Regions from separate parts of the Mus musculus genome. Here region 2 is linked to region 1. Evidence: chromatin contacts called from public HiChIP or PLAC-seq data. All regions are on one chromosome and are shown on one strand. Each heading gives the region's core, a stretch centred on a gene start, on an enhancer-like site or on the middle of the called end of the contact. The rest is flanking DNA. Distances are from core to core; before and after follow the strand shown.

Evidence for each region. HiChIP or PLAC-seq counts read pairs in DNA pulled down with a chosen protein or histone mark.
Region 2: a contact with region 1 is called in an H3K27ac HiChIP or PLAC-seq map of embryonic stem cells, with 6 times the contacts expected there. The contact joins two enhancer-like sites. A contact is called at or near these places in 4 of 39 promoter capture datasets (the HPC-7 cell line, cranial neural crest, maxillary cranial neural crest and 1 more) and 9 of 115 datasets of contacts at active chromatin or transcription factors (bone marrow-derived dendritic cells, double positive thymocytes, embryonic stem cells and 2 more).

Annotation. Positions count from the first base shown.
Region 1 is chr4:146,921,087-146,927,880 of GRCm38.p6, reverse strand. The region is part of intron 6 of Zfp993 (zinc finger protein 845); the gene reads right to left. Among named protein-coding and RNA genes, the nearest start is that of Gm21411, 23 kb to the right of the region's middle. Within about 2 kb of position 2,355, at least 13 of the 459 cell types and tissues checked have an H3K27ac peak or open chromatin away from gene starts, as enhancers often do. A contact at or near this core is called in embryonic stem cells, where this site is marked.
Region 2 is chr4:147,531,055-147,537,878 of GRCm38.p6, reverse strand. No RefSeq gene overlaps it. Among named protein-coding and RNA genes, the nearest start is that of Zfp985, 19 kb to the left of the region's middle. Within about 2 kb of position 1,503, at least 7 of the 459 cell types and tissues checked have an H3K27ac peak or open chromatin away from gene starts, as enhancers often do. A contact at or near this core is called in embryonic stem cells, where this site is marked.

The DNA of each region.
Region 1 (6,794 bases), core at 1,106-3,605:
CCATGTCTCTTTGATATAGTATTTGAAGTTCTAGCTCAAGCAATAAGGCAACTAAAAGAAACTAAGGGAATACCATTTGGAAAGAAGAAAATAGTGATTTTTGGCCGGGCGTGTTGGCGCACACCTTTAATCCCAGCACTCGGGAGGCAGAGGCAGGAAGATTTCTGAGTTCGAGGCCAGCCTGGTCTACAAAGTGAGTTCCAGGACAGCCGGGGCCATACAGAGAAACCCTGTTTCGAAAAAAAAATAAAACAGTGATTTTTCTATTTTCAGATAATATGACAGTATATATATGTGAGCCAAAAAAAATTCTACCAAAACGTTACATTGATAAATGTAGCAAAGTATCTACATACACAATTGACTTGAAGAAATCATTAGTTCTGCTCCACACAAAGTGATAAACAGGCTGAAAAAGAAGTTACAGAAACAACACTTCACATTAGCCGTAAATAAATAAATAAATAAATAATAAATAAATAAATGAATAAAAGCTAATTTATTCACATCCCAGCTATCCAAATATCGTTGAATCATAACTGTAATTTATTCCTGTAATTGTTTCATATCATAGGAGATACTATCATCTTTCCAAATACCTAACAAATGTGCCCTTGTCCTATTCCATTCTTCTAAGGATGAATTATATGACAATGGTGTAACACAAATATATTGAAATTTAACATGACATTTAGTGGACAATCTAGCTTTAATATTTGCCACCGCCTGTCCCATTTTCAAAACTACATCTTCTAAGGCATTATTCCTTGCTTCCAATTTCAAATCAATTATCCTTTATTCAGACAAGCCTAAGGTAATATTCCTATGCAATTCATTAACAAAGGTTGCAGTCTGCATACTTTTCACCAGAGCAGTAGTTGAAACTGCAAAGGTAGTAAGCATTGCTATCAAGGCAGATATTCCTAAAATAAGAGCAGCCACACACCTTTTAGGCCTAGTTAGCTCATTAATATTCTTTACAACTTCTAAAGTTGAATTATCATACCAAGATTCTTCCCCTATATCTACTGGCAGCAAAACATAAGCAGGGCGCTTTACAATCATCCTAATAGAAAAATCCTTATTAATTCCTGAAGATATACAATTAGTAAGAGCTATCAAAGGACAAGTTAATATGTCCTAATATCTGAGGACAACAAACTGGTGATCTTCCTGAGATTACTTCACTTTAGGCTAGCAAAATTATGAAAGAGCTTCAGTAGGCAAGGTCCTGGAGAAAATCACTTAAGGAAAGATTGCTGCTCTTAATGTGCTTTTCCTGTCACTATTAAACATAAATATAGACCATTAGGAATCAGTTCACAAGGTTGAGCAGATCTCTGAAGAACTACAAGATGAACTAACTTGTAGTGATACACTAAAGATATGTAGATAGTTTCTTTATCCTATACAATAATGATCCAAAAAATTCCTAAGTTGATGTTAATTACTAAGCTCTTTTAATAACAAAATTAATACCATTCTGATAGTCAGAACTGCAGTGAAAACTCTGCTATCCTTTATTCTCACTTCGGAGATAAAAACCAGACATTTTTCTGCTCAGAGGTTGTAAAAGCATTAGTTAAAAGTCATAAAAAGGGAATGAATGATTTATTATAGGTACAAGAACAGAAGAAAAGAGATTGGCTAGATTTATATTTGCAAAACTTTACTAATAACTTACTTACTATTTTTAACCCTCTGTGAACCTGTGGACCTGTGATAGGTGAGGAATGTATAACCATGTAATTACTCTTAATGAATATGCATGTTAACATTCAGTGTTTTAAACTTCTTATTCGATTTATGATTTGAATTTATGTGTAAACTTGTGATCATTTTTTACCATGTGGTCATGTATTCTGGAAGATGTATAAGGGCTGAGGATAAAGTGAGGAGCACAAATTTCCCTTGTTCAGCTCTAGATCATTCAGCTTTCCCCCCTTTTCTTAGAGAGCTTTCATAGGAAAGATTTACAACTTAGAAATGAACATTAAAATCTCTTTTTAAAGTGTCCCCTTTCTTTCCTCCAAATCAAGCAGCAGGCTGTAAGTTTGTGCGCTGCAATTCATGGGAGACAGCACAGAGGCTACATTACTTACAATCCTGCTGTTAGGCTACAGGTGGTAATTGCCTAATTGCCTAAGCCAGTAGCTTTTAACTCTCAGAATAAACAAAAAAAATATATATATATGCCTTTTTAGAAGTTACCGTCAGCATTCAGTATAGTTAGAAAGTTAGAGTTTCTGGAAGCCATCATTCTTTGAAGTCACACCGAATTCTGTGGTCTGTGTCTCATTTCAAACACTCCAGACTGGGAGCCTCCCAAGAGGCCCTCATATCCAAATGACCTGATCAGACCTTTGGGTCCCTACCTGTGGAGTGGCCCATCGCACAGGCTCAGGTTGTGGGACAGCTTTTCCTAGCCTCGGCTGATCCGTGTGTCCTTCTCCAAGGCTCGGATTTATATTAAAAAGCATTCAGATGCTCAATTTCTTTCACAAAATCACCATGTAACTCGAGGTATCCAGACACGTAAAAGAGAAAATGATTCAGCCTAAGGTCCAGACTATGGAAGGAGTTCTCTGTAATACTTGTGTAGCCTGAAGGAAGCCATGAGTTCAATCCACTGCACTCATAAAACCCTGTGTGGCAGCAGAAGGCTATAACCTAGCACTTAGGGAAGTGAGGCAGCAGGATCAGAAGTTCAAGATTAACCTCAGTGAGATGCTGAGTCTAAATTCTACCAGGGCTGCTTAAGAAATCCTATCAAAAATGGAACTAGGCAGGCATGGTGGTATACAACTTTATCCAGTTCTGGGGAGCTAGAGAAGGGTAGATCTCTGTGAATACAAGATCAACCTGGTTTACATAGGGAGTTCCAGACAAGACTCCACAGTGAGATCTGTCTCAAAATTAAAAAAAAAAAAGAATGAATAAATAAGCCAAGTTATGTCACATAGTTTCAATCTCAGAAGAGGGAAGTTGTCCTAGAACTTTCTGTGTAGACAAGACTTGCCTTGAATTTACAGACATCCCCTCTCCTCTAATTCCATTCTGATTTGTAAGAATGCATCACTCTGGGCTGGTGAGATGGCTCAGTGGGTAAGAGTACCCGACTGCTCTTCCAAAGGTCCGGAGTTCAAATCCCAGCAACCACATGGTGGCTCACAACCATCCATAACGAGATCTGACGCCCTCTTCTGGTGTGTCTGAAGACAGCTACAGTGTACTTATATATAATAAATAAATCTTAAAAAAAAAAGAATGCATCACTCTGCCTAGCTTACTGTCTTAGCTCTTTAGGCCTCTAGGATGCTAAAAAGGTTCTTAACTCTGGGGATGCTGAACCCACAAAATAGGAGTCCCCAATCTTACAATGGAAAACTGGAAAACCATTCTAATCTGGATTGTGAGAAAACACTCCAGAGTGTCATCTACCCAACAAGAGGATGCCTTCCTGTGCCAGGTAGTACACAGATAATAATGGATTAATAGGTTTCATCACTTTTCATGAACACTCAATGATATCTTTTACCTTATTGAGCAGACGTTATATCCATGACAACCATCACAGGAAAGACTGATCACTCTTTACCTGAAAAATCAGATTCCAATACATCCCCAAATTTAAAATTCTTACATTACCACAGTGATGCTATCAGCGACAAAAGTCTGTGGTCTTATGTGATCTCAGTTTCTATTGTCACCTTAACTAAATTTAGAGTCACCTAGGGAACATGATTCTAGACATGTCTATAAGCACATTTCCTCAGAGCTTCAGCTGAGAATGGAATACACAACCTGGATGTATGCAGCACCAAATAGTGGACTGTGGACCTGGGACAAGTAACAAGTAGAAAGCAAGCTGAGCACCACCATGCATCTCTCCCTGCTTCTGTAGTGCAGACACAATGTAACCATTCACATTCATGCCATACTTTCCTTGCAAGTCAGGCTTGTATTTCTCTGGAACCAAGAGCCTGTCCTCTTAAAGAAATCCTTGTTTAAGTTGTTTCTGTCAGGACTCTATTCTGTCTGTCTGCTGTCTGTCTGTCTGTTATTTACCTATCATTCTAGTTGAATGAGTATATGGGCATGAGATTGGAGGTCAGAGAATAACTTGCAGGATATGCCTCTGAGAAGGTCCATGCAATAGAACTCAGGTCACCAGGATTGTGCACTTTTACCTGAAGAGCCATCTTATTGGCTCTTGTGTTAAGCTCTCTACCCCATGGGTGCATGTGTACAAAACACATAAGAATCATGTGTTTGAATTTGTTCCTCTTGTAAAGATGTCTCATTATGTATGTAAATGTTTGAAAATACTAAACACTAAAGTAGATCTAGTCTCAAGCAGTTCAGACCAGCAACAGTGGTCCTGAAGTAGCTTCCATTGGTCTATGTATGCTATGCCACAACACCAAAAAGTGTAATGGTAACCCAACAGAAATCTTAACTGCTCCTAGTTCTGAAGGCTGACGTCCACTGTCAGGCACTGTTGGTCTGGCTTCTAAAGGTCTCTTCCTTCTCTTCTAGATTGTCACCCTCTCACAATTGTTGTCTGCTTGTACTTTGATGGAGTCCCCTATTTAGAAGAACAGCAATGTTACTGGAGTAGGGCCAGACCTTTACCTGCTTACCTTCCTAAAAGTCTTGGCCTCCAGACACAGCCATGTGCTGTGGAGTTTAGACCTGGACACACAGGTTGGAGCCAATAGGGTTACATACAGTTCAAGCTGTGCTGCTCTCTCTTCTCTGCAGGGTGTGGTTCTGATGCTTTGTTTGGGAATCTGCTTGTGAGCACAGAAGTTCCTGATACCTAGGTAGTTTTTAATCAATCAATGAGGATGCTAGCTGCTAATGGCTAAGAAGAGGTGGGAATTCTAGGTTTCCATAGGCAGGCTAAGAGATGCAAGAGGAGGAAAGCAGATTCACCATGCTTTAGAGTGAGCAATCAGCCATGAGATGTTAAGGATAAGGTTTCTCTGTGAAGTCCTGACTGTCCTGAAATTTTCTCTGTAGATCAGGTTGGCCCCAAACTCAAGAGATCCTCCACTGCTACACCAATTCTGGCTTGATTCCTCATTGTTAATTCTGGACAGAGAGCACAGGTCAGGTCCCAGCAAGGAGATCAAGAGGACAAACCCTTTAGACAATACAGGAATAAAATCTGCAGCACCCAGTGTGGCTGTGGCCATAGACAGTTGAAGTGAATTACTGCTCTTCAGTTAGCGGCCCTGTTGTAATTCTAAACAGTGACTGTAATATCCACTTCACCTCTCACTGGCATTGACATAGATGATGAAAGCGAGCTCCAGATATCACACAATATACTCAAGGTCACAATCTGAATCCTCTCCAAGGTCTCCCTATTTAGGCTGAAATGCTCAGAACAAGATAATAGCCAGGCAGATGAGGATATTAGATTGACCTAAAATGTGAATTCCTAGAACATCACAGTATCCCAGATCACTTGTTGCAGAAGAAGTACATAATGTTGCAATCCATGCTACATAACAAACTCAGAAGAGACATGAAGCAAACCTTCAAAGAAAACATATAGAAATAATCCGGTGATGTGGCACATACCACAACTTTAACCCCAGCACTTGAGAGGGTAAGACAGGAGAATCTGGATGTCAAGTTCAACAGTGGCTTCTACAAATAAAAGAATAGAAAATAAAATAAATGAAATGAAGTAAATGTTGGTTAAACAAAATATCAACTAACCTGTCCTACAATGAAATATTATCCAACTTCCAAATATGCAAGAAGTTGTGAGTAAAAAATGTGTATTCCAGTCTTATTATCTAGTCTCCCTCCCTGCCTCTATGCATAATAAACTTATTTTCTTCCAGGAAATATAATTATTAAGGAAATTCTCACACATTATACCATGGATGAAACTTATATATACAGTGAACTAAGCCTATGAATGAAGTATAGATGTGGCTAGACAGTGCTGGATTTTGCATAACCTTGATTATGAATGATTGTGAGCCACCACCTAGGTACTTTAAACAGAATTCTGGCCCTCTAGGAGAAGTTAGCACTCTTAACCACATCAGCACCTCTCTATACCCAAGTCAGAAAAAAATGTTTCTTAAGTAAAAGATGTAATACTTGGAATTTGAAGGCCATAGCGAGGCTGCCTGCCATGTGCTTGCCTGCCACAGGGTGGAGAATCCAAAGGAGGTCTGAGAAGATGAGCAGAGCAGAGATCTAGGAAATCACATAGAAAACTCAAAAAGATACATCAGTAGGTGAAGTTTTGAAAGCGCTGATCAGTCAGGAACTTGTGGTGTGAGGTCAGGCTGAGACCATGACCAGAGTACAGTGCAGGTTGAGGGTTGAACAATGCAGCTCAGAGTCTGAGAGGATTCAGGGAAAGGTAGGACATATTTTTATAGAATTCATCCTTGACGCTAATAAGTGAGAGGAAGCATGGACAGCAAGAGAGAAGTTGTAAATTTTATAATTATACTAAGGAAATTTTAGATGTAAAAAATGTAGAAATTAGATGTAAAAACTGTAGATGTAGAAATTTTAGATGTAAAAGTGACAAATTCAAGACTGATCCCAAGGCATAGCTTGACTTATTTGGTTCATGAGGCTCCCATTTACAAAGATAGGAAGAGGGGCTACACTGAGGATGGGGGGTACAGATGAGGACCTTGGCTATTGGTGTATGATTAAGACACTTTCGATATTCCATTTTATTTATATATCTTGGTGACTAATTTTTTTGTATATTTTATTTATATTTCAAGTGTTATCCCCTTTCCCAGTTC
Region 2 (6,824 bases), core at 254-2,753, 610 kb before region 1:
AAGTTCATGCCATGTGTCCTGTGGAGGTGGGAGGTTTGCAGCTAACACCAAGCTTTCAGATGCCTGCAATAGACTCCTCCTCCTCACCATGACGTGAGTTTGCCAAGGCTAAGATAGCTGGAGAAGAGGCAGTTACAGACACATATACACTTCCCTATTCCTAACAATATTTTTTGTGAGTAGCAATAACTTCCTCTATGGAAAAACTTTTAAATTAGTTATAACGTCAATAAGAATCATAACAAAAGTGGTGGTGGGGAACTATACCAGAATGCCACTCCCACTCAAGTAAAAACTCTGTGGCAGGCCCAAAGGCTTGGCCTCAGTCCTGAGGCATAAATTTTCAAGGAACTTGTCTCCCGGAATGATTCTGGTGTCCCATAAACAAATATGTCTCAGATTCATCCTTGCTATACTTGGTGAATGGTTCTGTGTGCTTTCTTTCAGTATTATTTTATTATAGGTGCCTCCAAGGAATGATTTGTCAAATACCTAAATTAGGTTGAACTTTCCTTCCTGGCCTTCACCAATGTCCTAGGCAGTCCTTGAGCCAACCCTGGGCTTAGAATTTAGTAACTATGACCTATTCAGATGAATTGACTCCAGTTTTGAAGGAGATATATTGAAAGAAATAAGGCATTACTATCTACTACATAGAGTTAGAAAATTCAGGGCAAGCTTAAGAAAGTAAGTTTAGAATTCTTATTATAGTTATGTATGGCAGACTACATTACTTAATAGAAGAAAGTTCCCCACAAAATCACTTAGAATAACAGCCAATTCACTACCATATACAGGAATTTACAATGGTTTAGGAAGAAGATCCTACTGTGGTTGAAGGAGGAACTAGAGTATTGCATTATTCATGAGAACATTAGCTAGAGCAGAATTCCCTAGCACATACTTTCACTAGCCCAGAGGAATAGCATAGCTAGGTATTTACTAAGAGCTGTGTGGTGGTAGGATAAACAATAAATCAGAATTAGAACTATGGCTTGTACATGAAAGCCCTTGCCACAGGAGCATAATGACCTCATACATGGCTTCTAAGAATACAGCTGACCTGAGATAGAGCTGACTTTGTCTCAGTTCTTACATTGACTAGTTCCTGACAGTCTTTATGTATGCATTCTTCTGTTTTGTGTAAAGAGTCATTAAGAATCGGGTAACCTCAGCGTACCTTGAGTGATGCGTCACCTCACTTCCTTATTTTCTTCTGTATTATAAGGATGATGCTCACTTTGAGAACTTACATTCAGATCAACACTCCCTTGTGTTCTTGTCTGATTGACACTCGACACCGACTCCTTGCCCACCTGAATACTGAAACCCTGATCTCCTGAATGTTGAGGGACCACCTGAGTTCAGTCTGTGTCACCCGAATTCGCCATGAATTTCCTGGCTTGAAAGAAAACCCTCATCCATGTATCAGGCTCTCAAACGTTCTCAGAGCAATGCATGGGGATAGAACTCCTGCCTCAGTCCAGAGGGTTTCCAGAACAGAGAAACTGACATTCATGCCACTGATGAAAAGGAACCACCTAAGAGATTTTATTTGGGGTTCCCTTAAGTGGGAAGGAAGTCTACCAATGGCCAGATGAGACACAGGGGTAAATTAATAAGAAAGGGGAGAATTGTGGAAGGAGGAAAGTGTATGTTGGACTCAGTTGTCTTGTGCTTAGTGGGAGACTTCCATGGCTTCCATGGTAGTGAGGCCATGGCTCTGGGCCCACATGGTTTGCACAATGGAGGAATGTCATGGGTGTGTGTGAAGGGTAGTCCTTGTTGTGGATTGCCCTGGTGCTGTTTGTATTTTGATGCTAATTCTGCTTCCTCAAATGGAGCTGCCCCAAGGAGGAGTGGATCACATTCTCTGGTGATTTAATGTGAAACTTCTCCCCATTTAAATTGGTCAAATTGGTCAAATAAAGACTGAAGCCTGTGATTGGGCAGTGGAAGGAAAACGTGGGGCTGGAGGTTTTAGAAAGGGAGAAGAGGGGAAGGAGGAGAGGCAGACAAGGAAACAAAGAAGATAGTGGAAGATGGAAGAAAAGGAGGTGGAAGGAAGATGGAGCAAAACCACGTGGCCTGGTGAAGCCACAAGTAGCAAGGGATCTACACTTCTAGACAGTATTTATCCAAAGATGGCCTGCATCTTAGTTATCTTAATTTCAACTCATTTCCCTCGAGGAATTCCCATGCAGAGGGAAGATAAATTAGAATGAATATTTGCCGGGCAGTGGTAGCAAATGACTTTGATCCTAGCACTTGGGATGCAGAAGCAGGCAGACTTCTGAGTTCAAGGCCAGCCCGATCTACATAGTGAGTTCCAGGAAAGCTAGCACTATACAGGGAAACAGGCTCAAAAACAAACAAACAAATAAATATATGAATTTAAAAAAATAAAAGAATGGATATTTTTAGCACATAAACAGCGTAAGAAAACCCTACATGGAGAAGGTCTTTGAATTTATACTAAAAGGAAAAAAAAATGAGACTTTGACAATTAGTTGGAACGGACCCAACTAAAATCGTGGTACCTTTTAATAATGCAGAGATTGCCTCCTTATGGCCACAAGGTGAATCTTGGTAAAGAACATGCAGTAACTTCTTGGAGAGATTAAAAACAGATACTATAAAAGTATGATTTCATTTCATAAAAAGAACTACTTGGATTCTCCCTCATAAAATAAAGGAAATTCCATTATCTGGAGCCCCTACATTTTACGCTGAGGCCAATAAATCAGGAAAGGCAGGACATAAATCAGAAGATGTAGGGTACTGAATATTCTTATAAATCTGATCAAATATCTGAATTATGTGCAATACTCATGGTGTTGTCAGATTCTGAAGAGTCTCTTAATATAGTAACTGACTCTCAATATGCAGAAAGGGTTGCTTTTCCAATACAGACTGTTGATCTTATTCAGGATGAATCTGAATTGACTTCACTATTTCTTCAGCTAGCACAATTGATAAGAAATAGGAGTCATTCACTATATATAACACACATAAGATCGCATACAGGTTTGCCAGGCCCTCTGTCACAAGGTGATAATGAAATTGACCAGCTATTGATAGAAAGAACAAAAGAGGCTTTAGAATTTCATAAAAAATCATGTTAACAGCAAAGTTTTAAAGAAAGAGCTAAGGAAAATGTGAGGCAATGTCCTACTTGCTCATTATACAATCAAATTCTATTACCTTCAGGAACTAAGCATAAGGGTATGAAAAAAATGTCCTTTGGCAAATGGATGTATTCCATTTTACAAAGTTTGGTAAACTGAAATGTGTGCATCATACTATCGACACTTATTAAGGATTTCAATGGGAAGCTTCCTCAGCATCAGAAAAGGCTGAATCTGTAACTACCCATTTGTTAGAGGTTATGGCCATTCTGGGAATACCCATACAAATCAAGACACACAATGGTCCAGCATACGTCTCTAGTATGATGAAGCAGCTTTTTAAAATGTTATTATATATAAAATACATAACAAGAATATCATATAACCCTACATGACAATCGATTGTGGAAATGTCTAAGAAAACTCTAAAGGGGATATTTAACAGGCAAAAGGGGGCAACAAAAATCCCCAAAATTGATTATATAATGCTTTAATAACCTTAAAGATTTAAATGCTAATGAAGAAAACACTACAGATGCTGAAAGACATTCGATTGTGGAAAGAACTACTAAACTAAACCAGCCTGTTTATATTAAAGATATTATGAAATCAGTATGGAAAATAACAAATGTGTTATTCTAGTGGAGGGGTTATGCTTATATTTCCACAGGAAAAGAAAAGCTATGGGTTCCTTACAAGTTGATAAAAATGAGATATGACAAAAGAAGACCTCCTGAATACCTTGGCTATGGAGAAGGAAAGGGAGACTAACACAATCAACAAGCTAGGTGCTATATACGTGGTGATGTTTATGTCTCTGTATATAGAGACAGATCTGGAACTGGCTTTGACTAAAATGTCTATAAACACACCCGATAACCGTTATTAGGTACAAAATTCTCATGACTTTTTACATACCACCCTTTAAGATGGCATGAATGGAAATTTATATTGTAGTTTGACTATGTGATCAAACTAATCTCTGAAGAAAGGCAGTTGTCTTCCTTCATTGATCTTAACTAATCAGTCTGTGTACCCTGCATGCTCCATATGAATGTCTTTCCAGAATTTTATGTTGCTTGTAAGTTTTCTATAGTGCAGGATGAAAGAAGAGAAAGACAGCACTGCTAAGATTCACACTCCAGGATGTTGAGATTATGTGACCTTCCATTCTGCCTCCTTGTTTGATTCTACCTCAAGTACATTGAAGCTGTTTCTTCTAAATAGTTGTTCCCAAAACTTTTCAAGAATATCTAGATCACCTATTCAGCCTTTCAGACTGCCACAGTCAAGATTTCATCTAAGCAATGAACTTTCTCAGCACATAATGCCTGGAAGGCAAAACACCAACTAGTCCTCCTTTGACCAAACCAATTTTCCTGTTTTTTCCCTTCAGCCCACAGAAGGGATTTTTTTTCACCTCAATGCAGCTATAAGCAGACAAAAGAAGATCATCGTATCAATATCTTATGTTGTGGTGGATGGTTCTGGTTATTTTATGAATCATAGATATGTTATCATTTTAAGGAATATTTTACAAATATTGTAGATTTAGACAGGGAGGGAGCTACAGAGCTTAGACTCAGGGACTTCTACCTTTCCTTTCCTCTTCTCTATCCTTCCTTCTTAGGTAAATAAAAGTTATAGGGAAGATAAAGATGGGATATAGTAATATAGAAATTAGAATACTAGACAAATAAGAATAGGTTGTCAACTTTACTCTTAAAACATTGCATGGCCATATCTTACAGATAGAAATCTTTATAATTGATGTAGCATTGAATGTATAATTTCTTACATTTCTACAGAATTTATTTCAATACAGTTAAGGTTTTCAATGGTATGAAATTCATAGATTGATATAAAAATTGGGAGTAATATTATTGTTATTAGATAGGATTTGTACCCAGTCAACACATTTAAGAATACAAAGCTTAGACTGGGTCCTTCTATGTCTGCTATTACTAAATAGATGATTGAAAATACAAGTTAAGGGTCAGATAATGGAATCATAGTCCTGAGTTAATTACACATTTTTTTGAGATATAACAGTCAGAAACGGTTGAGAGTAGTCAATGCTTAACAGTACAAATATACTTTGTATAGATCAATAGTTTCCAAAGGCGTCAGAAGTCCACCGAATACTACAGTTAAGGCAATTTCATTATTAAAGATTACTTGACTAGAGACATGTCTGCCCCTGACAGCATCCATTCTTTGTATAAACATGAAATGCACAACAGTGGAGTTGCTCCAGTTGTGGCGAGATAGCCACCAGAGAAGAATTGCCTCACTTCATCTACAGACAAAAGTCCTGTCCAGGAAAAGGACATACTATGTGGAAGAGCAACTAATAGATCTGCCAAGACAGGATAAGCAGTCCTTCAAAATTCTGCTTTACAAAGTTCTGACAGATGATCCTGGCCAGAAGGCTGAAGATTGATGCTCCACCATTTTGAGGTTGTCAGCTGTGTCCACAGTTTGGTTGGGTTTTGGAAGCTATGTTTTATGCTTCCTATATTTTCAGGTAATATTTAGGACATGCTTGGATTTCTTTCTTACGGGTGCTGAAGACTTGTTGTACTCTCATAGCAAATTAACAATGTTTGGCATTGACTGACATGATATATATTTGAGAGGATGGTTTTCAAATACAAGTTAAAACCAGGAAACAATTCAGGTATAGAATTGTAAGCCTTTAAAGTTAGGATATATGGTAGTGTTTTATCTAAATGGAGAAGATGGATGGCCTGGGTGTTTAGGGTAATTTTACTTTTAAAATTTCATAATTCAAGAGTTGTGCTCAATTTATATGTGAGAGAAAAGATCCTTTTAGTTCAACAAAAGGGATTGAACGAAATGTAGATTGTCCTGGTGCTGTTTGTACTTTAATGCCTATTCTGCTTCCTCAAGAGGGGCTGCCCCAATGAACAGTGGACTATATACTCATGTAATTTCATGTGAACCTTCTCTCCATTTTAGTTGGTTGCATAAAGGCCAGAGCTTGTGATTGGGCAATAAAAGGGAAAGGTAGGGCTGGAGATTTTAGAGAGGGCAAAGACAGAAAAAGAGGAGGCAGAGGAGGAGATGAAGGAGGCAGGGGAATTTAGAGGAAGAAAAGGTGGAAGAAAGATGAAGAAGAACACATGGCCCTAAGAAGCCACAGACAGCAAGGGTTCTAAAAGCTGGAGAATAGAATAGTATAGTGGAATATCTGCCCAAGTCATGAAGGTTATAAATATTGTACCTGAGTTCTGTGTTCTTTGCTGGGGTATTGGTGTTGGAGTTTTACTGAAACAAGTTCTTTGAACCATCTCCGGAATGGTCAGTCCTAATGTGGAGATGTCAGAAAAAATGAAAATGAAACAGAATGTACGAGACAAATGACATTAAGAAATAAAAATGAGGGTCCCATACTTGATGCCCCAGTGATGTAGCATGCTAGTAGTATGAGATAGGAGTGGGTGGATCGGTGGGTGAGCACTCTCAGATTCAAAGGCTAGGGCTTATGTAGAGTAGAATTCATGGAATGGGGACTAAGAAGAGGGGCCAATATTTGGAATGTAAATACATGAAATAGTTAATTAATAAAATGAATGAAAGAAAAAAAACAGTAGTGAGAAAGAAACAAAGAACAACAGAAAGAATCAAGGAAACCATGAGCTGGTTTTTGGGGGAAAAAAATCAACAACTTAC